4 separate regions of the Mus musculus genome follow, and all the other regions are linked to region 1. Evidence: chromatin contacts called from public Hi-C and promoter capture Hi-C data. All regions are on one chromosome and are shown on one strand. The core of a region is the stretch at or near the end of the contact, and the rest is flanking DNA. Distances in the headings are between cores, read along the strand shown. Region 1 holds the start of Rmdn2 (regulator of microtubule dynamics 2). Region 2 has its middle 60 kb from the start of Qpct. Region 3 has its middle 19 kb from the start of Gm22215. Region 4 has its middle 27 kb from the start of Gm17315.

The links. Promoter capture Hi-C pulls out the DNA fragments that hold promoters and counts their contacts. Hi-C and Micro-C count contacts between places; a contact is called where the count stands out from the background.
Region 2: a contact with region 1 is called in a Hi-C map of bone marrow-derived macrophages, with 11 read pairs. The contact joins the enhancer-like site here to the promoter of Rmdn2 in region 1. A contact is called at or near these places in 3 of 39 promoter capture datasets (cranial neural crest and liver), 2 of 484 Hi-C or Micro-C datasets (bone marrow-derived macrophages and embryonic stem cells), 4 of 115 datasets of contacts at active chromatin or transcription factors (embryonic stem cells and stem cell-derived neural progenitor cells) and 5 of 9 other capture datasets (adipose tissue, embryonic stem cells, liver and 2 more).
Region 3: a contact with region 1 is called in a Hi-C map of the G1E-ER4 cell line, with 2.2 times the contacts expected there. The contact joins the enhancer-like site here to the promoter of Rmdn2 in region 1. A contact is called at or near these places in 3 of 39 promoter capture datasets (embryonic stem cells, liver and stem cell-derived epiblast-like cells), 2 of 484 Hi-C or Micro-C datasets (the G1E-ER4 cell line and liver) and 3 of 9 other capture datasets (adipose tissue, embryonic stem cells and liver).
Region 4: a promoter capture Hi-C map of hippocampal neurons shows a contact between it and region 1, with 3 times the contacts expected there. The contact joins the enhancer-like site here to the promoter of Rmdn2 in region 1. A contact is called at or near these places in 5 of 39 promoter capture datasets (hippocampal neurons, liver, pre-B cells and 1 more) and 3 of 9 other capture datasets (liver, macrophages and pancreatic islet).

Annotation. Positions count from the first base shown.
Region 1 is chr17:79,611,342-79,618,529 of GRCm38.p6, reverse strand. Rmdn2 (regulator of microtubule dynamics 2) reads right to left here and starts at 3,313. Exons shown (of 11, transcript NM_001368314.1): 1 at 3,162-3,313.
Region 2 is chr17:79,107,950-79,115,137 of GRCm38.p6, reverse strand. No RefSeq gene overlaps it. Among named protein-coding and RNA genes, the nearest start is that of Qpct, 60 kb to the right of the region's middle. Within about 2 kb of position 4,102, at least 5 of the 459 cell types and tissues checked have an H3K27ac peak or open chromatin away from gene starts, as enhancers often do. A contact at or near this core is called in bone marrow-derived macrophages, where this site is marked.
Region 3 is chr17:80,011,270-80,018,457 of GRCm38.p6, reverse strand. No RefSeq gene overlaps it. Among named protein-coding and RNA genes, the nearest start is that of Gm22215, 19 kb to the left of the region's middle. Within about 2 kb of position 3,712, at least 8 of the 459 cell types and tissues checked have an H3K27ac peak or open chromatin away from gene starts, as enhancers often do. A contact at or near this core is called in the G1E-ER4 cell line, where this site is marked.
Region 4 is chr17:79,324,524-79,331,711 of GRCm38.p6, reverse strand. No RefSeq gene overlaps it. Among named protein-coding and RNA genes, the nearest start is that of Gm17315, 27 kb to the left of the region's middle. Within about 2 kb of position 4,396, at least 30 of the 459 cell types and tissues checked have an H3K27ac peak or open chromatin away from gene starts, as enhancers often do. A contact at or near this core is called in hippocampal neurons, where this site is marked.

The sequences.
Region 1 (7,188 bases), core at 2,064-4,563:
CGTACTATTCTCCACATTCGAGCAAGGCATTGTTGTTTCTGTATACTACATGGCCAACTAAACATAATGATTTAAGTGACCTATGGAAGAGGGCGACAAACAGAAAGCAGCAGGAATCTAGTTCCAAGGGCTGCTTAAAGGAATGTTTCTTTTCAGATTCTTATTGTAGTGGAGGGGCAAAGGCATTTGCTCTCAAGCTCAACTACCCGAGATCAATCCTCATTCCCCCACAGTGGAAGGAAAAAGACAATTCCTGCAAGTTGTGCTATTGCGCGAGTGCGCGCGCGCGCGCGCACGCGCGCGCGCACACACACACACACACACACACACCACTAAGTAAATAAATAAAAGTTAAAAAAAACCCAGATTCTTACAATATTAAACTATATGCATAGACAACAGTTACTTTCCAATTTGGATGTCCCACCTCATTAAAAAAAAAAGTAAGGACTTAGCTCAGATTTTGATGACTATTATCTCTAAGAGACTGATTGAAAATCTCTCTCTTACAACAGTCCCAGGGAGGACCCTGGTGCTTAATCTGGCCTGTCTGATGGAAGAGCATTTGTCAGTTTTTCCTTTCTTTTTCTTTTTTCTCTTTTAAACCCAGATATCCTCTGAACTAATTGATATATCTGGGAACTGTACATCTAACCAGCTGCTCCCCTCACTCACCCATGAAACCCATCGATAGCAGAATCCAATGCATCTGCAACAGATGAGGCTGTTGATAATAAGTACTGTTGTTTGGCCCCATAAACATTAAACTAGTGCATAAAACTAAATTACCTCGATAGATTACCACAAAAAGCAATAGAAATAAAAAAAGGTACCACACACTATGACACGCATCTATATTACAGGCCAATCACGCAGCAAACTTGATCATCTTAAGGCTGGTTTTTGTTTCTGCTTTTTATTGATTAATAAAATACTAGGGCTGGGAACAGTTCAAAAGTACAGTTCTTGCTTAGCATATATCAGAACCAGCATTAGAGCTCCAACAACACCCATTCTGTACCTGCCTTCTCTCTCTCTATCCCCAGCCCCATCCCACCCTTAATGAAGAATGCCCACACGCCCATCTTGAAGTCTACCATGGCCGAGCAGTGGTGGCACACGCCTTTAATCCCTGCACTTGGGAGGCAGAGGCAGGCGTATTTCTGAGTTTGAGGCCAGCCTGGTCTACAGAGTGAGTTCCAGGATGGCCAGGGCTACACAGAGAAACCCTGTCTAGAAAAACAAAAACAAAAAACAGAAACAAAAAACAAAACAAAAGAAGTCTACCATAAGGAATTTTCTTATGCTGATTTAATTCTTTGATCCAGTCCTAGTAGGCCAGCCTTGAACTTTACATTATGAAACACACACACACACACACACACACACACACACACACACATCTGAAAGATCTGAAAGGTTTTTTTTTTTTTTTTCATTTAATAAGTAAATAAACAGAAGTAAAAATCCACCAGGAGAAAGACCTTATCCCCAAGACAGAATCAGGTTTAAACACATGAGAAGCAGCCAAACTTTTACCTTTTTTGGGGTTCTACACCGGCTCCAAATGATCTCTTTGAAGTAGTTCAAGACAATAGTGCCATTATTATTTTTCAGACAAACTGCTGTAATCTACCCAGAGGGTTATCAGATTCAAGAAGTGAGAAAGGTTACCTCTGGCTTCCTGTTTCGTAAATCCTAGAGACATCTAGCCAGCGGCATGCAGAATGAGAAAGCATCAAGCAAGGACAGACAGAATGCTGACAGAGCAGAGATGGTTAGAGGTGAACTAAGGCGTCAAAACCATGAACATTAACAAAGAATAGACTCACTAGATATGGCATTTGTTTAAAAAAAAATCTCACCACTAGAAACATATAGGTCAGAGTGTGTGAATTTATGCTTCTATGTGCTTCTATGTCAGTGACTTGAAAACCCTGAATAAAAATAGTAAGGCACAAACAAGAAGTAACTTGGAGTGTGCTTTTGTGTCAATAATCGGAAATATGACACGGATGAACAAGGAAAACTATAAAAGTTGGAAATCAGAATCTGCTTGCCTACGGTGTACTTTAAAAGGTTGTATAAAATTACTTAAATTGTTTTTAGACTCTTGACTATAGTAGTATACTCTTGTCCTGAGTACAGATAAGGCAACTAAAATTTATTGAGCAGACTTTACAACTCATTTTAAGATGCAAGTTTGCATTTTGGAAGCAAAACATTATTAGTTTACAAACTTCCAGTTATAAATCACTTACGATGAAAAAGGATAGCTATTATGTTTGCATAAATGACCTAAAATTAATACAGTACACAACCAAAGGTTATTAGCAGCGAGTCACCTAGTGAAACAATGAAATGTTGACTTCCAAGGGAACTAGGACACACAATGCTTTTAAAAGAAAACATTGCGTTCATGTCTTAGTTTTACCTCTAGACATTAATGTTCTTAAAGTAACTTGAATGTTTAGAACGAGCTCCTAAGAAACATTCATACGAATTCATCAGCTGGTCCTTGGGATAAGGGGAAGGCATAAAGAGCTCGAACCCATAAACAAGAGGAACGAAAACGACCAAGAGGGTCAAGCAACATGCCTTACAAATCAGCTTTAAGTTTCAAGCTTCGGAAGGCAACATTCGGACGGAGTTCTTGGGGCTATCATGTATTCAGCGATGCAAGTACTTTACCATTGAATTCTAACACTCCATCAGACTTTCATGCATTTCCTCATCTATAATTTAAATTTGGAGCCTTTTAGTATTCAACTTATTTGCAAATGTTAGTAGTAGTGCTGTTAGTCTAGTTTCCATGTTTGTATAAAAAAGGGCAGACAATCAAAATTTTTTTCTTTTTTAGTTGGGGGGCACGCAAAGAGAACAAGGTTGGCGCGAGCCTGAGGCAGGAGCAGAGGCGCGGTGCCCGCCTCCGGTGGTCGCCTGGGCTCGGGGGTCAGGAAGCCACCTCTCCAGGGCGCAGGCTCCTCTAGGATGGTGCCAGGAGTGCCCGCAGCCCCAGGTCACCAGGCGGCAGGCCGCGACCCGGAAGTGGAGCAGCCGCCGGAAGTGCCGCCGCCTTCTTCCACACGCCCCACCGCCCGTCGGACCCGGGCTGCCGAGCCCAGCCCGCCCAGGTACCCCTTCCCTGGCTAGGTACGCACCCGGAGTCGTTGCGCAGGCTTCTCTGGGGCTGGAGCCAGGGAACCGGGACCCGCGGGCGAGCGGGCGAGCCAGGAGAGGATGGCCGAGTGGAACCCTGTGCAGCCTGCGGGTCCCAAGGTCCTGCGTGGTGGCCTTCGTGTCTGACCCAGATAACGGAGGCGCCGGGGGAGGAGCCGCTAGCGGCCCGGGGCTCCCGCCTCCTCCGGCCGCCAGCACTGCTCAGCCCCGGGCTCCGGGCCTGCTTCTCTCGACCCGGAAAGCTGAGCCCCGCAGAGCGCCCCGCAGGCCGCCTCGGAGGCAACTGCCCCCCTCCACCCGGCGCATCCACTGGGCCATCCCTGCCACCGATGGCTTCCAAGGCCTCCCCGCCCTTAGCTCACCTCCACCCCCACGGCACAACTTTTAACCTTCCTTCAGTCAAACGCAGACTTCTTGCACCATCATCTGGTTTTCCTGACTTCAACTCACTTTGATGTTCTATGAACCAAATTCCCAGCCTCTTTGTCCCCTGCTGTTTTGAGTTGCTTTCAGTTCAAAACCAGTCTTCTTGGATTCAGGTGGCTGGTGTTGAAGGTTTGCACAGCATCACGCTCTGCAGATTGTGTAATGATAATTCTGTCAAACTTTTAAAAAACTGCTTAAATGCCCCTCTGTAAAGCTCTCACTTGGAGCATGGTTGACTTAAACTTTTGACTTGATGAGAACAGTCTTTTGGGGGGAGGGTCAATATAGGGTTTCTCTATATAGCCCTGGTTGTCCTGGAACTCACTCTGTAGACAAGGCTGGCCTGGAACTCAGAAATCCGCCTGCCTCTGCCTCCCAAGTGCTGGGACTAAAGGCGTGCGTCACCACTGCCCGGCTGAGAACAGTCTTAATTACTAAAGTTCCCATCAATGAACTGAATAGAATTAAAAATGGATGCACCCCTGTTTATCAAAAACATAAGAACCAAACCGCTGTAAAAAGAATCAGGGTTGATTGATTGTACAATATACTATTCTTTACTGAAGGAAATTGAAGAAAACAATTTCACATTATAGAATTTTTACTTCCTAGTGTGAAATCAAGTTTATTACAACCTAGCTTCTGCCATTTTACTAAAAGCACAGCATGCTGGAGCTGGAGACATGGCCCAGCACACCCTCACAGGACCGGTCTCTAGTCATTCTCCTCTGTAAACAAACCACCCGGCATCTCTTCTTACATGGTGTTCCTTTCATACTGGGTTATACTAGTCTTGGTAAATCCACCAACCTTGATCTCTTTCCCTTGAGAAGCTATTGGACACATTCCTTGTCCCTCGGGGTTCATTTGTGCTTTAAAAGTTTATGCACGAGGGCTGGTGAGATGGCTCAGCAGGTAAGAGCACTCGACTGCTCTTCCGAAGGTCCGAAGTTCAAATCCCAGCAACCACATGGTGGCTCACAACCATCCGTAATGAGATCTGACTCCCTCTTCTGGAGTGTCTGAGGACAGCTACAGTGTACTTACATATAATTAAAAAAAAAAAAAGTTTATGCATGAAAGGATAAAGAGTTTAAGGAAGTAGCCGGGCGTGGCGGCGCACGCCTTTAATCCCAGCACTTGGGAGGCAGAGGCAGGCGGATCGAGGCCAGCCTGGTCTACAGAGTGAGTTCCAGGACAGCCAGGGCTTCACAGAGAAACCCTGTCTTGGAAAAAACAAAAAACAAACAAACAAACAAAAAATAGTTTAAGGAAGTCTAAACCTCCTGCTGCTTTCAGCCTACGCTGGTCCCTACGACATAATTACTGCTTGCCTGTGCCTTTTGTGTTTCTGAGTTCTAATTCCTTAATCACCTGTGACATCCATTGAGGGAAACAAACTGTTTGGTTTGAAGACAATTAAGTGTCCTGTCTGTTTCCTTGGCCTGAATCACTTTTCCTTTTGTCAAGAATTTGATAGGAATTTTATTGTAAAACTCAAGGATTGATAGCAGTCAACTATTAGAACCCACATTCCATGATTTTTTCCCATTCACCTATAAAGTTTTTTAGTCTCAACTTCATTGTGAACAGTGCTGAACTGTCAGTCCTTCAGTTCAGTTATGAAGTCTCCAACTCCTGTTTCCAAACAGCAAACTCACCCGCATTTCTCAGAGAGCTTGAAGGAAATGTTCCGCAGAAAGGGAAAGGGTCTGATGAGTCTTATTCCCAGTTCTCTGGCTTCATTCTTTTAAAGATTTATTGATTTTTATTTTATGTTTATGGATGTTTTGCCTGCGTGCGTGTTTGTGTACAGTGTGTGTGCCTTGTCTACACAGGCTAGAAGAGGGGGTTGGGTCACCTGGAGCTGGATATACAGGTGGTTGTGAGCAACCAGGTGGATGCTGGGAATTGGCTCTGGGTTCAATCGAAGAGTAGCCAGTGCTCTTAAGGGCTGAACTGTCTCTCAAGCTCCTCTGGCTTAATTCTTTAAATGTGCTCTCTTATTCTGTCCTCTTATAAAAAATCTAGTGAGATAAATAACATTACTGGTGATGACACTGAAATCTTGAAAGGGGGAAAAGTATGTCCAAGCCACACCACCAGCTCTAGAGGTAAAATCAAGCCAATCTTTGAAAAGCTTTCCTCTTTACCCCACGTAAGCCCCACTGGATAGGCCACCTTTGATCGAACACTGGACTCAGCCTCCCTCAGCTGTTCTCAGCAGGCCTATCATGATGGAGTCTGTATTCCTTACCCACTTCAGCTAATTAAGGTCCAGCCCTCAATGCTTTTGTTGGAAGAGGAACTGAACTCTTAACTCTGAACACTTGGTTCCTGAGGGGTAACCATACAGGCTTAGCAACAGGATGTAAAATTGTCATGCTCATCATGTTTAGAGTCCATTAGGAGTGAGATATGGAGAAAAAAGGAAAAATGTAAGTGTCCAATTAAATAGTTGTTTTCAATTTTTTTAGAGATCTATAAAACACTAAGAAATTTCAAGAGAGAAATTCCAAAAACTATAACTTTGGTTAAATGGGAACTTCAAGATAATAGTTTGTTAAATATGTACAAGGTTACAGTTCTTAAATATTTTCATAAGGTTAATAGATGAATTCAAGAAATTATTATTTACTTAAATATAGCAAAATGGTTGTCCACTATTCTGGTAATGAAAAGATTACAAAATAGCATTTTAAATAAGAATGAGTGACAAGTTTCCAATCTATGTACACATACACACATATACATGTACATACATACTTAAACACATATACACATACATACATACATTACTTAAACAATTGAAAACTGAGTCAATTTGTTAAAAATATAACTACCTTATTAATATATTTAATTCTTATTAGAAACTTTCAATTTTCACATGGAAAAAATGCTTTTGTTCAATGAAAAAGTTCCAGGAAAGCCCTAAACAATACCTTGTTTGATCAATACCAACCTTACTTGGTGGCTGTCAGGAGTTTTTCTAGGTTATTCTATGAAGTTTCTTCAGAAATTGCAGAAGAGTCTTTTAGCCATGTCCTTGCATGAGTTCTTCAGAGAACTCTAAAGAATAATTAAAGGGATTCTAAAAAGAGTAACTCAGCCCCTCCATTCTTTCAACGGGAGAGATAATGACTCAGGGTGTCCTTGTGAGAGTCTCTGTGGACGGGTGTCCTTGACAAACCGAGGTCAGTTCATCCTTTGACCAGAATCAAATACAACTGAAGATGAATGAGACAAAGTAGTGGTAGCAGTACATGGGACTGAAGATGTTTACTTGCAGTGAGTAGACAGAAGATTTTTTTTAATTAAGTCTTGATTAAAGAAGAGGTTGGTCAACATTCTGCTGCAAAGCAGTTGGCCCTCGCTGTTTTCATAGCTCCCCCGACCTCAGTTTTTGCAAAGAAATGTGATTTACCCGGTAGGAGCAGATTTTCTACAAGAAATTGTTCAGGAGATGGGGGGGGGCATTTTTGCTATGTAAATCAATCATTAGAACAGATTTACTCTCTAAGGTTACAATTGGGACTCGTTAATTAACCAGCCACTGTTAAACCTTGTACGGTACAACAGGCA
Region 2 (7,188 bases), core at 2,853-5,352, 500 kb after region 1:
TGGTACCATGTATTTAAATACAGGAGCCTATGGGGTCATTCCTCATTAAACCACCACAGGCATTAAAATCATAAACAAGAAAAATAGGTGTTAGCCTTTATTCAAATTCTAAAACCTTTCTATTTCAAGTATTGTCAATAAGGGGAAAGGAGTCTGGGAAGATGACTCTGTTGGTAACGTGAACCAACGTTGGTATAGCACACAAACATGAAAACTGAGTTCGAATTCCATCACCCACATCCAAAACGCTGGGGCTCAGTAACAAAAGCCCATATTCCCAGTACTGGGGAAGCAGAGACAGGAAGATCTCCAGGGCTTGTTGACCAGATAGTCTACCCACACTGCAAGTCCCAGCTTCAGTGGGAGATCCGATCTCAAAACCTACAGTGAAACTGATAAAGAAAAGCATGCACATCAACCTCTGGCTCCCATTCACAAAGCACTTACGCACACACTGCACAAGAACAATTCATTATAATTGGGGGGAATCCCTCAAAGATGAGGGCAGGGGAGCATTTGCAACTCATCAACTTCAGAAAATATATTCGGAGTAAGTAAGGACGCATTACTGAACAATGGAAAAAGACCACATAGCCCAGTTAAAACAAGGGCACATAGGGCATGGTGGTGCACATCTTCGATCCCAGCACTCAGGAGCCAGAGGCAGGAAGATCTCTGTGAGTTTGAGGCCAGCCTGAGTATAAATGAAGAGTTTGAGGACAGCCAGGACTACATAGTAAGATCGTGTGTGTGTGTGTGTGTGTGTGTGTGTGTGTGTGTGTGTGTAAACAAGCAAATATAGTAGGCAATATTACACATGATAATCACATGGTGATGCCAATCTCACAGGGAAATACTATTTCTGATCTATTAGGACAGCTGTCATTAAAATAAGAGGTAGTGATGGATGTTGGTAAAAGTGTGGAGAAACTAAAATGATGCGTGTTTTAGAAAACAGTTTGATAATTTCTCTAAAACACTCAACTGTTAACCAGATTACCAAGCAGTTTTACTTTTAGGTATATCCAAAAAGCCTGAAAACATGTATGTATAGAAAAACTCAGAACAAATGTTCAAGATGCTAAATGGACAAAACATAAAAATGATACAATGTCCATCAACTGGTGAGCATTTTATATAATTACAATGGGAAATTGTTCAACAATGAAAAAGAAAGAAAAAAAAGACATTATTTGGCTGGGCGTGGTGGCGCACACCTTTAATCCCAGCACTCGGGAGACAGAGGCAGGCGGATTTCTAAGTTCGAGATCAGCCTGGTCTACAAGGTGAGTTCCAGGACAGCCAGAGCTACACAGAGAAACCCTGTCAAAAAAAAAAAAAAAGAAAGGAAGGAAGGAAGGAAGAGGAAGGAAGGAAGGAAGGAAGGAAGGAAGGAAGGAAGGAAGGAAGGAAGGAAGGAAGGAAGAAAGAAAGAAAGAAAGAAAGAAAGAAAGAAAGAAAGAAAGAAAGAAAGAAAGAAAGAAAGAAAGAAAGAAAGAAAGAAAGAAAGAAAGAAAGAAAGGAAAAAAGAAAAAGCCACTGATACATACTACATACTACACTATATACATACTACATACTATACTATATACATACTACTACATTCTACAACTATATGCTTGGTAAAGAAGCCAGACATTAAAGATCACATATTTTACCACTTCATGTGAATTACATGTCCAAAAATGGACTATTTCTAGAGATAGAAGAACTATCTGTTATGTAAGAGAGGACTGTAAGTAACAACAGCCAGCAAACAGGCAAAAGAGAACTCTTTGGATGATATAAATGTCTCTTAAAACAGGAATTGGGCTTCTTCTAGTGGCTTGTTTCCACCAGCCAGGCCCTACCGCCTACCTTCACAACCTTCAAAATATGAGCCTGTGGGACTTCTCAGAGATAAACCACAGCATTCCACCTCAGGGCCAAACCGCATGACTACCGCATGATGGAAAATACATTCAGTCTAACTTTAAAAGGGTTAACAGTCCCAGCATTGTACAAAAAGCCCAAAGTGTCTTCTGAGACACAAGGCAATGCCTTAGCTCTGAGTCCCTGTAAAATCAAGAAGAAAGTTACATGCTCCAAACCTACAACAGTACAGAGTAAACACTCCCATGCTAAAGGCAGGAATGGGAGACTAGCAATGAAAGGGCAGACCACACAGGTTGCACAAATGAACAGATATACTAAGAAATCATGAAATGAACAACTACAATGAGTGGATTTCTGCTATGCATGTGAATAGGCTACTTATGAATAATTTAAAAGACATCTAGGTTTATAATAACATTGTCTCCCTGTTATTTATTGAATATTATTCCTTTCTGTTAGCTCCTAGACAGCAATTTCGGCACAGGATGTAACACTTATACTGTCAATATCTTGCAGTCACCTCCATTCTGTGAGGCAGGTATAGTTATACCCAGCCTTCTGAGGAAGAAACTGAGGCACAGAGCTTAAAGAACCTGGTCAGTCTCAGAGACCGTCTGTAAGCAGCACAACTACAAGTCAATTTCAGGTCTGCCTAAGCCTAAAGCACAGAACCAGGCCTGAACACCCTGCTGCTAGGCTAAAGAATGAACCAGGTATCAGCTAATAATATTTTTGTTCTGGCAAAAAAAAAGGGGGGGGGAGAGTGGTTGCCTAGCAACAAAGGTCAAAATTTCGAAACACATTTTCTGGTCTCTGTAAGGCCAGTCCCAGGGTTTGAAGACCTTTGTTGCTGTCATAAGACAAGTGACTTGAACACTCAGCTCACATGGGTCAACCTATTCTCTTTAGCCAAGGCTTCTAATTTGTCCAGTCAGTCCCAGTGCAAATGAAATGGGTGTCTACAGTTGGTATGCCCACGTGAATATCCCAGGAAGATCTTATAAACACAATTCTTAGAAACCCATGTCCAGGTGGTTAATAAAGAGCTTTGGTATTGTAGATTTATTTTTTTTTAACAAAGATGGGGAAATTGTTAAAGTCATACACTTCAAAGATAAGTGTGCTTGCGCCTGGAGATAGGGCTCAGCAGTTAAGATCATTGTATGGGCTTCCAGAGGTCCTGAGTTCAATTCCCAGCAACCACACAGGGGCTCACAGCTATCTATAATATGATCTGATGCTCTCTTCTGGTATGCAGGTGTACATACAGATAGAAAAATATATTTTTTCTTTTTTTAAAAGGTAAATGTCCGGATCTGAATTCTGCTTCAGCATAGCATGCGCTCATCAAATTTCTCATCGTTGTGACAAAACACCATAAAGAAACATCTTAAGGGAGAAAAAACATGTTGAACTCCAGTTGCCAGAGGTGTTGGTTCTCCGTGGCACAGCGAAGGCGTGGTAAAAGCTGAGTAGACACACCTTGGCAGTCCAGGAAAGCCAGCAGTAGCTTGGCTTGCTATTTCTTTCCTCTTCTTATTCCATCTGGGCCTTCAGACCGTGGGACAATGTCACCCACACTCAGGTTCATCATTCCCTCTCCACTAAGCCATCCTGAAAATGTCCTTACAGATACATTAAGACGTGTGCCTCGGTCTCCCCGGTGACTCTCAATCTAAACACATCAACAACAGCGATTAACCATCTCAATACTTGTACCATGTTAACAAGTTAACCTCTCCAAGACTCAGTTTCCTTATTTAGAAAGGAGGCTGTCTAAAATAGATATCTCTATAAGGTTATCAATTTTTAATTATAGGATGCTTCAAGAATACACTCATTAGGCAAAAGCGAATGTCTTTCCCCTCTCCTTGTGCGTGTGTGCGTGTGTGCGTGTGTGAGTGTGTGTGTGTGTGTGTGTGTGTGTGTGTGTGTATGATGCATGTGTACACATTCCTAGAGAGCCTTGCAGGCTGTGCTGACTGACTGTATTTCTCTCAGTAGCAGGTCAGCACCACATAGGCTGCTGGGTTGGATACAATCAGCAACACATAGAAAAGAAAAATAGCCAAGCCCTCGGGCACTCGGGGTTGTGACCCTTGGGAGAGACTTCAAATTTTATATTTGAACTCTATTGACTTACTAACAATGCATTCTCCCACAGCCCTTCAAAGATGATCCTGAAAATAAATGGATAAAGAGCTGCAAGAAGAAACATGAGGCAAAGTCGACACCTACTGGCAGCCTGAGGTTCATGCAGAAAGCAGTCATCCCGGAGTTCAGTTGCCCTAAACCCAGATGAACCCTGAATGCGAATTGTCACCCTTTTATGTGTGAAGTCTACTGTCAAGGAAACAGAGATCTGGACAAAGGTTTATATGCAAAACTTCATCAGGTATTGTTTATTTATGAAAGTAAAATATTAGAAATACTGAGGGAGATTAAAATAAATACACTCTGATTTATTCCTGCAATGGACTACCATGGAGCCATTAAAAACTGTTTTCAAATCATTTATTAACATACAATGTTCTTTAAAATAATTCAAGAAAGGATATTATATGTGCAAAGTATGGATAGGATAATGATTGACAGTAAAATTTATATGAATAGGAAAAGATTATATATATATTCTATGTATACACACATATACACATATATATACATATACATATGTATATATTCATATATATTCATTCATAGGAAGAAATCTAAGAAGGCCAAGAGCTCAGAGTCCGAGTGCTTGTCTGGCATGTACAAGGCCTGAGTCCAATGCATATCTCTGCAAAAGGAAAAGAAAAGAGGGAATGGAGGGAGAGAAATATTACTGTTTTCTTATTTCTATACCTCTATACTTTTCAAACTTACTGTAATAACTGCATTGCTTTAGAAAATATTAAAGAGCAATAAATAAGAACTTTTCAGCCGGGCGTGGTGGCGCATGCCTTTAATCCCAGCACTCGGGAGGCAGAGGCAGGCAGATTTCTGAGTTCGAGGCCAGCCTGGTCTACAAAGTGAGTTCCAGGACAGCCAGGGGTATACAGAGAAACCCTGTCTCGAAAAACCAAAAAAACAAAAAAACAAAAACAAAAAAACAAAAAAACAAAAAAAAACCAACAAAACAAAACTTTGTGAAGCAATCATTTCAATGACTTTAAAAAAAAAAAAGAATAGTAGCTATAAAAAACGAAGGAGCGGTGGTGTTAAAGATCCGAGGTGGACTACTGGAGCTCCGCCTCGGGAGCTGCCTCAGAGGGGCCAAACAAAAGCGGAGTCTGGTCCTCATGGCCGTGCTAACTGCATCTTGACTTCCTAATTTAGCAGACAAAGTTAGAAAGTAAGGGCAGCAGGAGCAGACACGCAAGGCAGCATCAGTATTGCTCCTAGGAAGCCCGCCCAGAGGATGTTCTCAGATGCTAGTGGCAGCCTATTGGTATCACCTGTGTGGAGGGTTTTCTTCTGTCCTTGGCTGTGCGTAAAAAGTCTGCTCACCAGAGTAGATTAATCCAACTCTGTCTCTTCGGTGAATGTCTGACTCATTTCTCCCCCGGAGTATTTCAAGGTCCTGGCTCTTACACACACCAGCAAGTCACTACACTCCTCTGATCTTTACCAGTCTCATTGTTAAACGTGACAAGAGCCTCGCAGCTGACTGTGGATGCCACCTTTATATAAAATACCGTCCCTTGAAAGTAACCCCAACCAAAATGCTAACCAAAACTACAATTAGATTCTAGACCACCCCTGTCAGAATGGTTATCACTAAAATAGCAACCGAAAGCTGACAAGCATGGTGTAGAGGGAAAGTGTGAAGTTCTCTGACCATTCGAGACATCAGGAGGTGGTTCCTCAGTAATTCCTAATATAGAATTACTATATGATCCCAGCTATGTTTTCTTTTCTAGAAATGTACCCAAAGGAGACTAAATTAAAATACTACAGAACCACTTATCTGTCCATGTATATCGAAACACTATTTACTATCGCCAAGTTATAGGACCAGATTACAATGTTCATCGATAGATGAATAGTAAAGAAAATGGGTATAAATAATGAAGCCATGACATCTTCAGAAAAAATGGATGGAACTAGGGATGATAAGGGAAATAGGTCAGTTACAGAATTATGATAAATATTTCATGTTCTTCACATGTAGAGTGTGTGTGTGTACATGTGTGTAGGGAGAGAGGGAGTAGACTAGAAGAGGGAAGGGGAACGAGAGAAATAAGAAAGGGCAGAGAAATACATGAGACATGAAAGAGGAAGGGACAAGTGTTGAGGGGAAAAGGGGGAGAGAGTTGTGTGTGAATAAGAACAAAGAATGCAGTGTGTTTATAAAATTCATATTGAAACCCATTCCTTTGTTATCACATGAAAATTAACAAACAGGAAAGAAAGCAGCCTTGTGTAAGGTCATACTCGTGAGCATCCTTCATGAATAATTAGTGCCAGACATTCTCACACGCTGTTTTTAAAAGTGTTAATTCACCTAATTAAAACCCTGTGAGTGAAATCCCAATATCCACATGAGAGAAAGGAAATATAGCCTGATCAATGTTGAATGTGTTTTATATTGAAGAATCGGGATTTGAATTCAGCCACAAGGCCAAAGGTAAAGCCCTTGAACACTACTCAGAGTGGCCACATGGCTTTTAGGGCTCAACAAATCCCTGCAGAGAATGAGGTTGCAGCTGAGGATATCGTGGCCCAGAAAAACACTGTGATTGGCCCAGACAACTAACAAGAAACACCGCAGACTTCACTTCCAAGGACAGTGAGGCCCCTGCCCCATCTTAAGCCAATGTGGTTCCTTGTTCCGGAGCCTGCACTGGGGTTTCTGCTTCCATTTAGCACCACTTCCCTTGTCTGGTAACCAGAAACTTGAAGTCCACCCTGTTATTCAATGGTCAAATTACATACTCTAAACGGTACTTGGTGAACCTTTGAACTTCTGTGGAAACTGAAGGTCCGCACAATCAAGTTTCCACCACCGTAGGGAACAGAGAGGGGAAGCAGGACATCTCCTGTAGGAAGGGGCCACAGTCATGAAATAAGAAGTCTCTCCAAGACACAGGCAAACCCCAGCTTCGGCATCATAATGAGATCTCCTGGGGCCTTTTCCTCTCCAGCCACCATATCCACAAGGCCAAGCTCTACCTAAGATGATATACTGGCTGGTTTTGTGTGTCAACTTGACACAACTGGAGTTATCACAGAGAAAGGAGCTTCAGTTAAGGAAATGCCTCCATGAGATCCAACTGTAAGGCATTTTCTCAATTAGTGATCAAGGGGGAAAGGCCCCTTGTGGGTGGG
Region 3 (7,188 bases), core at 2,463-4,962, 400 kb before region 1:
CAAGGGCAAGATAAGATCCTTCACTGGGATCTGTCTGGAGAAGGTCAGATAAGGACCAAGCCCTTGGAGGCTTTTCTGATCAATGTCTAGATGGGTATACTGTGTGAATAGCGTGTCACAGAGCTTAACGGCATGTCTGGCTGTGAAGAGTCATGTCGAGGAAAAACTATTGGCAAATTTGCATCTGAGCAGGAATCTTCCTAAGGGAGAACAACTAAGCACACAGGCTCTACAGTATAAGTGCTGTAGTCTCTTGGGTTTGGTGAGGTAACTGCTTTGACAGGACCCAAAGGTTAGGGGTCACACCCTAGCCTTATTTATCCAAATAAATCCCATTCCTTCTGACTTCCGAGATGTATTAGTGATTTTCCTCATTGATATGATAAAAGACCCAGCCTATGGAAGGAAAGGTTTATTTAGAACTGTGTAGAGGCAGCTCAAGGCGGCTGGTCACATGGCAGTCACAGTCCAGAAACTGAGACAAATACTGACGCTCTACTCTGGCTCCTCCCACCTCAGTCAAACCTCAACACAGAGATGCCCAGGGCTTTGTCTAAACCCCAAGCCATCTCATGATGCTAAACCTTGCTTCAGGATCTAGATTTAGCTTTGTGTAGGAAATAGCTTTCCGTTTTAATCCGGTTTCAGTGTGAACCAAAAGAAAAGCTGGTTCAGAAAGATAATGCGGCGCTGTGTATGCATGTTTTATTTTTATTTTTATGTTTTGATAAGACCAGAGGCAGGAGCTTCCCGTAGAGAGAGAGGGAGAATGCAAATCACATTGGCTCAAATCTTAGTGCCCTTGACCATCCATCCTAGCTGCTTAACTAGAGTGAATTAAGGGAACCTCGAGCGTCCCCTAGTGGCCAATGTATGCCATGACTCTAGTAGAGTCATGGCTAGAAAGAAGTGTCGCCGCTCGGTCAATCAGCACAGCTTGGAAGAAGCACTCTAAAACACAGGGCCGGAAACCAAGACTATCAGAAGGCAACAGGGAGTTTACTTTAGAAGAAATAAAATGTCCAAGGACAACCACCTTTTTAAGTACATACGGACGATGGATACGCAGATGCTTTGTGTGAGATTCAGAACCAAAATTGGGCTGAGGGAATGAATTCCTGGAAAGCAGGTGTTTGGAGATTAACACTTGCTCCCTGGCCAGGCCGTGATGGCGCACACCTTTAATCCCAGCATTTGGGAGGCAGAGTCAGGAGGATCTCTGAGTTCGAGACCAGCTTGGTTTATAAAGGGAGGCCAGCCGGTGAAACCCTGTCTCGAAAACCAAACCAAACCAATACCAACGAAACCAAAACAAACAGTAGCAGCCCCAGCAGCAGCCGCAGCAGCAGCAACACCACCACCACCACCACCTTGATCCAAAACTTCACTCTCTGGAAATAAAGACCGTGTGAAAATGTCATGGGAGAATTCCAGGCAGACCCCTTTTGCTCTGCAGTCCCCAGCCCCAGGCTTTTAAGGGAGAGCCCTGGTTTCAGTACTCTGCTGCCAGTGGTGGGGTCTCTGATGAGATACATTCTGCATAGACTCCAGTGTGCTCATACTCACTGCACATCCTTTAAAAAGTCTGTTGCTTCTAGAAATATTTGAAAATATTAGGATAATTTGAAATATTTTGTCAAATCATATTCTGATTCGTGGCTTAAAAGACAACTGTAGGATTGGAGAGATGGCTCAGCGGTTAAGAGCACTGACTGCTCTTCAAGAGTTCAAATCCCAGCAACCACATGGTGGGTCACAACCATCCGTATTGAGATCTGACTCCCTCTTCTGGAGTGTCTGAAGACAGCTACAGTGTACTTACATATAATAAATAAATAATTAAAGAAAATGACAACTGTAGGACTGGAGAGATGACTCAGCATTTAAGAGCACTGACTGGGGGCTGGTGAGATGGCTCAGTGGGTAAGAGCACCCGACTGTTCTTCCGAAGGTCCAGAGTTCAAATCCCAGCAACCACATGGTGGCTCACAACCATCTGTAACAAGATCTGACTCCCTCTTCTGGAGTGTCTGAAGACAGCTACAGTGTACTTACATATAATAAATAAATAAATCTTAAAAAAAAAAAAAAAAGAGCACTGACTGCTCTTCCAGAGGTCCTGAGTTCAATTCCCAGCAACCACATGGTGGCTCACAACCATCTGTAGTGAGATCCAGTGCCCTCTTCTGGTGTGTCTCAAGACAGCTACAATGTAGTCACATATATAAAATAAATAAATACAAAAAAAAACCCAAATAAACAATTTACAATGAAAATACTTTTTAAAAAGATTTATTAAAGAAGACAACTGTAGATCCATATTTATCAGACGAACAAGATTAAACAATTTAAGAAAGATTTATAGCTAGGCATTGTGGTACATACCTTTAATCCTAGCACTTGGGAGGTAGAGCCAGGAGGATCTCTGTGAGTTCAAGGTCAGTCTGGTCTACAGAGTGAGTTCCAGGACAGTCAGAGATAGGAAGAGAAACCCCGTCTCAAATAAAGATCTCTCTCTCTCTCTCTCTCTCTCTCTCTCTCTCTCTCTCTCTCTCTCCTTCCCTCCCTCCCTCCCTCCCTCCCTCCCTCTTTCCTTCTTCCTCTCCCTCTTGTAGTTAGTGTGTGTGTGTGTGTGTGTGTGTGTGTGTGTGTGTGTGTGTGTGTGTGAGAGAGAGAGAGAGAGAGAGAGAGAGAGAGAGAGAGATTGAGGTCATGTCCATGGAACCCCGAATAGGGTGTTGATTTTCCTTGATTCACCCAGTGTAGATGCTGGGATCCAGATTCTATAGAAGCAGTAAAATCTCTCAACTGCTGAGCCATCTCTCCAGCCCCAAGATTAAGTCTTCTTTTTAGAGTACTTGTGGAAGTGGTGGGAAAATGGGAGCTAGAACCACGGATCTGGCCTCTCTGGCTATCATTTGAACAGAGTTTGTGAATCTTGCCTCCAGTGACCTCGGTTTCTCACCGCCCTGAGACTCTTGGTTTAGTTTTGGGAGCCCCATGAATCCTTCCGCTAAACAAGTCTCTGTATTGATGACTCCCTTCCCAAAGTGGTTTGCCCTCAGTACAGCTTGGGCTGAGCCGTTGTGTCCTTTGGAGATGAGTGTTCCTTCTGGCAAGGACTAGCTTTGGAATAACGGACTGCCCTAACGTTACGGATGCACTGCAGAAAGCCTGTGGTTGCCTTAGAGGCTCTAAGTCCTCAAGGGCAGGAAACAGGGACTCATTATTCCAAGTTTCCAGGCAGCTAATAAGATTTTTCACCCTGTGGGCATTTGATAAATATTGGATGCTGGCTCCTCTTCTCCGTGTCTGCCAGGTCCCATCATCCCAGGAGTTTGTTTCATTTTGTGGCTCCTTCTCTAAGCTCAGCTTCAGGGGTCCTTTTGAACTTAATGAGCAGATCTGAATTTTTAGGTACCACGGTGATAGTGCTGTAGAAATAAAGAGCAGGAAGGTCGGGCAGAGAAAGGGTGGGTCCGAAATGTCTGCGGGCTGGAGACAGCGTCCTAGCACCGCTGATACTTTTTAAGCCCACAGGGCTATCCTTGTCCACCCTTCCTGCTTTGGTCCCCTCCTCTGATAATATAAATGCTTTCTACTCCTTGTACACACATGCTCTTTGGGTCTGAAGAGGACTGTAAGCTACTACTTACTCCACACATGGTGCTAGGGACACACCATCTCCCTGCCATTATCTATGTGAGGACAGAAAAACGTTCACCCTGGTTTTACTGATAAACGTTCCCCTGTCCTATCTGCATGCAGCCCATGAGATGAACAAGGTCTGAATTTTTGCTAATTTTGTAACATGGGCCACAGATGAAGTTCTCTTCCTGAACTGATAGCTATCTTAAACAGCTCCTCACGGGTACCTCTGAACTGCAGGACTCTCGTTCAGTTTGCTTGTACCAACCCAAACACCATCCCCGAGAACGGCTGCTCAACTGTCTCCATCCTACCCAAAGCACATGGAGCAGGCTGATCTCAGATTGAGTCAGACACAACACGAAGCAGAACCTGGCTGTTTAAGGACGTGCTCCCATCTGGTTCACACAGTGCTCCTTGCCATGTGTCTGATCTAGCTAAATGGCATGCCTACAGATCCAGCAACTTCTTATCTTGGGACCTCCGCCTCTGCTTCACTCTCTCACCGGAGCATTGATTTTTATTTTACTAAATCTGAACTATCCTTGGAAGGTCAGATCAAATGTTGCCTCCTTCTCCAAGATCTAGAACCCTTTGAACTTGGAGTCAGCCAAGCCCCTTTTCCCTTTTGGAGGAAGGCAGAATTGGAGCCATGACCCTCAGTCCAGGAATCTCTCAATTCCACCAGCCAGTGTACGAAGATTGACAAATAGCTGGGTTTTTTTGGGAGAAAATATCAGAAGTGTTTGCAAGAAGGAGCATTGTGCTCCCTAGTGGCTATTTGCTTGGTTCCGGGACCTGTTGATCTGCTCTGGGATGCACACAGAGCAGGGTCAAGAGAATGAGAGGAGGGGCTGGAGAAATGGCTCAGTGGTTAAGAGCATCATCTGCTCTTCCAGAAGTCCTGAGTTCAATTCCCAGCAACCACATGGTGGCTCACGACTATAACTGGAGTCTAATGGGCTCCAACATGCCTTTCACTACAGACATGCATGCAAATGAAACAAAACACATACATATAAAATAAATCTTTTTTAAAAAGAGAGAATGGGAGGGGAGTGGTAGGGAAGGGATTTGGAGCTGGGAAAGGGGGTCACTGCCACTGCCTGGAGATCTCAGCTCCTGAGGGGGCAGAGAAGATGGATCGACAGTGAAATTCTTCATTTCCTGATTCTATAATGTGACTCTGGCTAAGTAGAACCAGTCCTTGTCCTTTTGGGATATTTAGTACAATGTCCCTGTCTTAGGGTTTTAATTGCTTTTCACTTAGGTTTTTATGTGGCTATGGAGGCGTATCTGTTAATATTTTATTACTTTTATTAGTTATGCATTTTACAAGGTATAATTAAGAGTTTGCTTCTCTTGCATTCTGAAGCATTTTATGCATCTTTACCTCATGTTAAAAAAAGTAGTTTTAAAAGAATTACTCTTATTTTATTTTATGTGGGCGGATGTTTTGCATGCGCGTATGTTGGTGCACCACGTACATGCCTGCTGCCTGAGGAGGCCAGAAGAGGCTGTCAGATCCCCTGAGACTGGAGGTGCAGATGGCTGTGAGCCTCTGTATGGGTCCTGGGAATCAAACCTGGGTTCTCTGAAAGAGCAGCCAGAGCTCATAACCACCAATCTCTTTTTATTTTATTTTATGTAAAAATATTTATGGCCAGGTGGTGTTGGTGCATGCCTTTAATCCCAGCTCTCGGGATGCAGAGGCAGGTGATCTCTGTGAGTTTGAGGCCAGCCTGGTCTACAGAATGAGTTCCAGGACAGCCAGGGCTACACAGAAAAACCCTGTCTTGAAAAACAAACAAACAAACAAAATTTATATGTATCTGTGTGTGTGTCTGTGAGTCTTTCTCATGTGTATTTGTGTATATGTGTGTATGGCATGTATGTTGGTGCCTGTGAAGATGTCAGAGTTGTGGGCAGTGGCTGTGAACCACCTGCTGTGGATGGTGCTGAGTGACTTTGGGCCCTCTGTAAGAGCAGCAAGTGTGGAATGAGCCACCCCACCTGCCTTATGCTTTCACCTAGGCTATGAAGCCTGGGGCATTCGTTTCTGAGATTTATGTAGATGCAGATACAATGTGTCAGGGAAAGCTTGCCCGGGCAGAAAAAGGAAGAGCAGGGAGGCTTCTGAGAGGGATGAGCACACTGCATCATCAAAGGGATGGTTGGTCCTCCCAGCTCTTCCGCATGACTTCATGTGAATCAGCTTTCTGGTGGGGTGGTGTCTTCTGACCAGGTGATTGACAGTCCTCGCTGCATTGACTAAGGGAGGGGACAATGGTCTGCAATGCTCCGATCTTTGGAGTAGATTAGGATGCTGTGTCTCTCCCCAGGCTGAACTCAAGGCCCACTTGTTTGACCAGGAGAGAGTGCCTTTCTCTTATCAGAGCCCTGATTCCTCTGACTTTTCATGTGATGTTTAAGTCCTGAGTTGTGGCATTTCCCTTTCCAGGGTTATCGGGGAGATGGGAGGTGGGGTCTAAAGCCAACCATGAAGTAGAGACCCATCCACAATGGCCTCTAAAACTATCACTAATCCATTCTAGAAACCTAACCCCTCCCCTACAAGAGCTGAGATCTTAAAAATCATTTAGGAGATGGACTGAAATTGGGGTTACAATCTTCGTTCTTTTTTTCATTAATTTACTTATTCACTTTACATCCAGATTGCAGCCCCTTTCCTGGTCCCCCTCTCTTATCTTATCCCCCAGTCCCCTTCTAGTCTGAGAAGAGAGAGCCATCCCCCATCCCCACCCCACCCCATCTTGGCACATCAAGTCACTACAGGATTAGGCACATCCTCTCCTGCTGAGGCCAGACAAGGTAACCTAGTTAGTGGAACAGGATCCATAGGCAGGCAACAGCTTCAGAGACAGATCCCACTCCAGTTATTGAGGGACCTGCATGACTTTCAGGTCTTGGAGCATAATGGGACCCAGCTGTAAAGCATTCGACTGCAGATGACTGAGTGTAGATCAACTGTAAATGACCGGAGTCAAAATTAAGACACCGGTTGAGTACACGGGCCCAAAGAGTAATTGCATCCCTACTAAGATGATAATAGATATAACCCACTTGCACCACGAAAGCCCTGGGATCCTTTCTAAAGCTGCTGGATAAAGGGAGAGTGGCTGGGCTTTGGTTGCATCATGAATACCTTCCAGGTGGCTGTGTCAAAGAGAGATAACAAGAAACCAGACCTGAAACTATAGCCTTCTTCCCCACCCCTCAGAAATGCTTCTGACATTTAAAGCAGAAACCAGAGTCTCCCTTTGGCATCTCTCTGGCCAAGGATAAGAGCTGGACTGCCTCTGGGGTGCCTGCTCTAAACTCACTGACCAACTTCTGTCTCCTGTTCTCATCACGGCTCCAGCTACTGCACAGAAGAGGCAAAGGCATAGCTAACAGACAGAAAGGGGAGTCCTAGGGCCGGATAGGCAGCTCTTGCAGTCCAAAGCAGCTCCTGGCCCCTGTGGCACACCAGAGCCTGCTGGATCTGTTGTACACCAAGCTCAGAGTGAAAAAAAAAAC
Region 4 (7,188 bases), core at 3,147-5,646, 290 kb after region 1:
AAGCTGGGATGACTGAGCCATTTTGCTTTGAGCTTCAGCAACAATAAAGCAGCTCAGGATGCTGCCCTCTTTGCAGTGAGTCTCACTTTGGGAATTTATACTGGCAACCTAGCCCCAGACAAAACCCTCCGGTTTAGGATTGGCCTCCTAGACTATGAATGGTAAGCAACTAAGGTATATAAATAGACCACTGTGTCCCATGCCCTTGGTGTAAATATAATACAACTGTCCTGTGTCCCCACCCGTACTCTCAGACTAGATCCAGCACAACAAGAGAACATTCTCAATGTCACACCACATGGTGAGCCACCCGAAGACCTCTTTAAGCTGTATGAGACTCAAGAAAGCTGTGTTGCTGAAAAGTAGCCATACATATTAATTCGTGGTGCTGAATAAACAAGATGCTTGCTTTGTAAGCGAGTAAATGGTCACTGCTCAACATACTAACACAGTTGATGGATCCAACGCTGCCCAAAGGGTCACTCATTTTATTCTGAAAGCACACTGTTTTATCCAAGGAACTTTTCACCTGAGAATGGTTGCCATGTTATGCTTCAAGCGAGGAAGTCCAAATGCTCCTAGCTTGACTCATTGGGTCATCCTTCTCTAGTGAATTACTGCAAGGAACATCACGTGAAGGAATGAAAACTCTTATGGAGTGATCTGTAACAATGGAATCTGTTCTATAGTCACTGTGTTGCAAACTAACACAGGTGATAGAAAACGTCTGCCTGAATGGAAGCCGTCACACAGCGTAGACTGCATACTTCTGACACTCACAGTGGAGGTAGGGGTACTAGCATCCATGAGAAAACTAGCAAGTGGAATAAATGAATTAGGGTGTTGTGCTCACCATAATAAAATCACTATTGGGGTAGGCCATAGGGCGTGCACTGAAGTTTGTTGCCAAAAGGATTGCTGTGGAAAAAAGCTCTAAGGTTTCTGCAAGAAAATACTGGGGTGGCTTCATTGGAAGAGAAGTACCCATAGCGGTTCCATGGGAGACTGGTAAGCTTTTCTTAGGGAAGAGGGCCAGACTGGGGAAGAAAAAAAGTCAAAAGCAAACAAAGGGACACAGCCCAGCCCTGAGTAGGGTTTCTGTTCAGGACATTCCAGGCACAAGGACTAGGTTTTAAGTGCCCACTTGGAGGCCTTGGAATCAATTTTGCTGAAGATCTGGTTCCCAGAATTGTTATTAAAAGTTGGCCACCAAGGTGCTGGGGAGATCGCTCAATGGTTAAGAGCACTTGACTGCTCTCCCAGAGGTCCTGAGTTCAATTCCCAGCAACCACATGGTGGCTCACAACCATCTGTAATGGGATTTGATGCCCTCTTCTGGTATGTCTGAAGACAGCTACAGTGTACTCACAAAAGTCAGCCATCTTGGTTTTTAAAATTCATACCCAATCTATAGAGCTTGAACTGAAGGCCTTGACACTCCCCGCCCCCAAAACAAACAAGACAAACCAAACAAAAACAAAAAACTTGTTTATTTATACTTTTATGGAAAATTCCATTTTTACTAGATATTGCCAAAAAAAGAATGTCCATTAGAACTCTGCAGGGTGTTGTGCTCATACTCATGGTTAGCCTTGTTTGTAATAAAAACAGGTAAATCCCAAGTGACTCTGGACAGACAGTTCTACTCCCAAATAATTCTTCCACTGTGCAGCTTCTCCACTGTTGGAGATGGGGCCCTTTAGGTGAGGGATCACGTTACATGGAGTCCCCTGTAATGATTAAGAATAACATCTGAAGGTCATCCACAATGGGATGTGAACTTGCATGATAGATGCCGACTGTAGGAGCATAGGTCCCTAGCAACTGGAGCAGATCTAACGGGAGCAAAAGAGTTAGAAGAGAAGAACCAATGAGTTCATTTAATGTATCATTTTGCCTGGGACCAAACAGGAAGGTGAGAGTAGAGCCGTAAAAGGGTTGTCTGTCACTGGATGTGGCTCTCACCAAAGGAAGTAATGGAAGTTATTGTTGTCTGGTCCCCTCCCTGGTACTGAAGAAATACACACAGCTTGTGTTTATCTAACTACAAATCAACCAAATTAGGAACTACAGAAACTTATTAGCATAAGCTCTCCATGAGTGATAGCATTGCTCCCTTACTACAGTCTCAAGCCTTCACGGCAGTAAGTCTCTGATGTCAACTGTTAATGCTTCTAAATCAGTAAGGGGGGGGGGGGCTCTGCCCTGTCTATCTTAGCAACAGAAACCAACCAATCAAGGGTATTTTTTTGGTTTGGTTTGGTTTTTGCTGGTTTTGCCTGAGACGAGCCATTAGGAATGCCCACCTCACAGACACACAGATTTGGGGATAATCTAAAGCTACACTTGAAATGTTAGCATTTTTCACAGCAGTAATGACCAGATGAACTTTTTTTTTTTAAAGAAAGTGGGGGTACTGTTAAAACCAGAAGAAGTCCACGATTATCTTCTAACCTTTACCTGTGCTGCAGGAGAATAAAATTAGGGTGAGATTAGACACAAGGCAGCATTTATGGTGCTCTTGCACCAGCCTTTTCACCGTACATGGCTAGAAGAAAGAACAGATGAACGAGATGTTAGATATTAGATTAGCATCCAATAAAATTCTCACAGTTTGACCATAGCCCCTGTGACCAAATAAAGCAGTGTTGTGAAGCGGAACCCTACAGCAACCCCACTGTGTTTTAAAGGGAACAAGTAAAGAATGAGTTTGCTGTTATTAAAAATACAGCTGGCTCTCCAGACTTCCTAAGGACATTGGCTACCCATCAGCTGCCTTGGATAAATGAGAGGAACCCCCAACAAATGTTTTGATAGTAGAACACAGACAAGCCCCCTGGAGGTGAAAATTTGAGGAAAGCAAGACCTTCCCACAGGGCCCTCTACCCCTAGGGAATTTCTACCCATAGGTCAACAAACTGTCCACAGAAAAATGGCTGCCAAGGGAAGGAGATCCACCTTTCTAACCAGCCAAGAAATAGATACACATAGGAGGTGTCCTGTCTCCTACCCTTGAGCATCATCTACTTTGCCTCTCAAGGGACAGTCATCATCAGCTCCCTGGACTCAGTCTGGTGCTTAAAACCCCAGTGGTGATTGTACAGTGAGATCGAAGGATGTGATCTATCTTTCCAATAAGAGCTCCTTGCAGGTTGACTCCACTATTAAAACAAACAAAACCTAACAAATAATATAACTATGGTAGTCATTAGAGTGCTAAAAATATGATGTTCTCATTCCTAGAACCTGGGGCTAACTTTAATGGGGAGTTGAGGGAGAGGTTTGACAGTTGTGATTGAAAATCTTCAGATAGAGTTAGTTACCTTGGTTGCCCAAGTAGGCCCTAATGGCAATCGCAATGGTTGTGTATAGCAGAGAGATAAAAGAAAAATAGGCCCTTAGAAGAAGAAAGTTAACCACAGAGGCAGAGACCAGAGAGACACATCCATGGGTCAAGGGATGTTAGCAGCCATCAAGAGATGAAAACATGCTTCCATAAACCTCCAGAGAGCATGCTGCCTAGCTGAGAACTCCAATGCAGAACTACAAGTACACAGAGACAGAGAATGTTGAGATGTATCCTCTAAATGTCCAGGTGGCTATTTGGAGTGAGGGCTTAAGAGTTTTTATTAAGGTTCAATATGCTTACAAAGATGGAACCCTAATTGGGCAGGACTTATGCCCTAATGCAGAGAGGAAGAGACACCAAGGGCGGGGGGGGGGGGGGGGGAAGGAAGGGAGAGATGAAAGGCTATGTGGAGAAACACAACAAGCAGGCAGGCATCTGCAAGCTAAAGAAAGAAGCCTCAGGAGATATCCCCTTTACTGGTACCTTGATCTTGGATTTCCAGCATCCAGGGCTCTGCAAAAATACTTTTATGTTTAAACCACCCAGTCTATAGCATTTTGGACTGGGAGCCCTAGCTCACTAATATGGAATGTTAACAAAGGACACTGTTAAAGTGTTTCGCTCTTTAAGGACACAAGGCCAGGAGGACTCTCTGGTTGCCTCCATTTTTGTCTGTACTACAAGAAAAGTTTCTGCATTCACCTTGGCTGCAATAAAGACAGGCAGGTCACGTGAGGGAGACGCAAAGCCTTCTGCCTTGAGAGTTGAGAAAGCCTCTCCTGCTACAAGTGCAGAGAAAGCGGCTTCCCAAGAAGGATGCTCAAGGCCACAGGCAAAGCTCAGCCTCCTTTGGGAGGGTCATTGTCACTTGTGGCAAAGCTGCAGCAAAAAATAGTGTATGAGTGGAGGGAGGACTCAGAGGGCAGGGAGGGGAAGAAATGATTCAAAGCATTTTAATGTTTCCAGCCCCAGACAGCACTTGATATGGGCAGAAACCAGATTCTAACCCTGTTATCCAGCTAAGAAAGACTACATACAGCGTGGTGTGTGGTTGCTAGGGAGACTGTCTTCTCATAGCTCTTTTCCTAAGTGTTCCTTCCCACACAGATGCCAGGCAAATTAAAGGGGCTTTTCCAGGATGCAGAAGGCAAATCAAAGAAGGACCCAGAGGGCTCTCCAAAGGTCCATTTAGACACCACTCAGGACACCAGCTGACAAAGAAAGCCAGTGTGTTGCAGTGGGCGAGGATTCCCACATCAGTCTTCCACAGAAAAATTGATGGCATTTTAAAAGCTCTATAAGCAAATGAATGGGCTGTCATGGTAACCAGACCTTAGCTACCTACATTCTGTATCGAAGGCTCCATTTCTTGGCACCCTTGTAACACACCAGACTCCCAACACTGGCACTATGGGAAGATCCACTCTGGATTGCCTCATCTCCTGGCTATCACTGGGGGATGAGCTGAGGCTCCGTACAGCCTCCCACCTGGCCCATGGTGCTTCCATTGCCACCCTCACTGGTGCGTGAACCAGAATTGGCATCTACAGAAGGTGTCTGGGATAAAGCCACGGTGCTGGCAACTCGTCCCTTTCCAGGAGTGTTGCTTACAACATTTAAACTGTAAGATTCTGACAAGTGTTAGCTTACCAGGGACCCCCTAGTGAACAACACAAAGCAGGGATCAATGCAAAATCAAGAGAAATTTATTGTTCCAGCATGCTAGGGTCATCATCTTGCACCCAGAGAAGAGGTGGTGACCCTAGGCAGCCCATTCAGTAAGTTTTTATACAGTTTCCAGGGGCAGAACAGCAACTAGGCACAATATGATTGATGAAACAGCACATCCTTTAAACTGATTGTTCTTTAGGGAATGAGGTAGTAGGGCTTAATTAGCCTCTTCCTTCCGGCCTACCTGCTCTCTGACCTGTCTCTTCCAGGAGGGGAGGGGTGCCTGGTGGAATTTTCCAACGGCTCTGAGCTGACCTTTTCAAAACCATCTCTCTCCCCTATGCATAGCTGTCTCTCAAAGAACTCCAAACGAAACCCAATTCCTAGTCAGTGGTTCTGCCAGATTTTTTTTTCTGGAGAGAGTAGAGAAAGGGAAGAAGAGCAGTGTATATTTATACATTAATCTTTTTGTATGATACATAGTAGGTTTGTATATAAGCTTCTGGGAAAAAATCTCTAGTTTTAAATCCCATGTTCATACTATTATAAGAACCTTTGGATCCAACACCATCCACTTAAAGCCCCCATCCCAGCTGTAATCTTCACCAGGTCCCCATGAGAAAAGAGGAGTTCAGGCTCTTCAAAACAGACCTCAGGGCCTTTGCTTGCCCCAGCCATCCCACCGCCCCATTTCCTCCCCTTCTGTCCCATTCACTGCTGCTGCCTACTCCTTGTTCCAGCCTTCCCAGCTTCCACATCTCTGTACAAGTCTTCCTCTTTCCCTAACACAATGATGTCTCCATCACAAGTGTCACCTCCTGGGTCTGAGCCCCCAGAAAGCTGATTTCTTTTACTTTGTAGCCCTATCACTCATTGCCTCCATCCAATGGGTTTCCCACTGTATCAGAGTCCATCCTCAGGAGGAAGTGTCCTCCAGGCCAGCACGGACCTATTGTTCAATACATGACATGAAGGGAGAAGGAATAAACAGATTAGAAGTGGCAACTGAAATTAATGGTTGTCAAATACACTTTTAAAAATTACTCCACATGAATGTCTTCTCCCACATTAACTGAATAGGAGAAATGGTATCCTTTTGGAGTAGAATTTTTGAGGAAGAGAAAAAGGAGCTATTAGGTTCTGTGCTGTGGTGGTTTGAATAAGAATATCCCCCATAAATTTGAATACTTGGTCGCCAGCGAGTGGCACTATTTGAAAGGATTAGGAGGTGCAGCCTTAGTGGAGTAGGTATGATCTTGCTGGAAGAAGGATGCCACTGGGGGTGAGCTTTGAGGTTTCAAAGCTCTTGTCAAGCCCAGAGTCTGTCTCTCTGTCTATCTCTGTCTGTCTGTCTCTCTGTTCTCTCTCTCTCTCTCTCAATCTCTCTCTCTCTCTCTCTCTCTCTCTCTCTCTCTCTCTCTCTCTCTCTCTCTCTCTCTCTCTCTCTCTCTCTCTCTGTTGCCTCTGGATCCTGATATAGAACTCTCAGCTCCTTCTCCAGCACCATGTCTGTCTGGATGCTGTCATGCTTCCTGCCATAATGATAGTGGACTGAACCTCTGAAACTGTAAGCCAGTCCCAATTAAACATTTTCTCTTATAAGAGTTGCCGTGGTCATGGTGTCTCTTCACAGCAATAGATCACTGACTAAGACATCCTCTTTATTAAAACAAAAAGACAGACTAAAACTTTTTCAAAAAAAATGCATACTTACAAATGTTTGCATGGATTTGGGTTGTTTTTCTATATTTAAAAGTTTTAGTTAATTACCTAATAAAAGAAAAGTAGTTCTATAGAAAACATTATTATTTATACAATGAGATAAAGCTGTTTGAGCAGGCTTTTAAAATGGTTGAAGGACAAGAATGGGATTTGGATCTTGTAAGAGTCTTTTTTTTTTTTTAATTTTTTTTCTGAGACAGGGTTTCTCTGTGTAGCTCTGGCTGTCCTGGAACTCAACTCTAAACAAACATTTTTAATCAACATTAGTGCTTTAAGAAGTTTTTAATCTTCCACTTAAGACACACTAATGTACAAATTGGCACAAAAGAAAACAAAACCCTGTCACCTTCCCCAAACATTATCTAAATGCACTGAAGTTGCTGTGTCTCAGATGCCCTGCCCTGCTCTGTGTGAGCACATAATAGCACAGGAAGTCAGGAGAAATG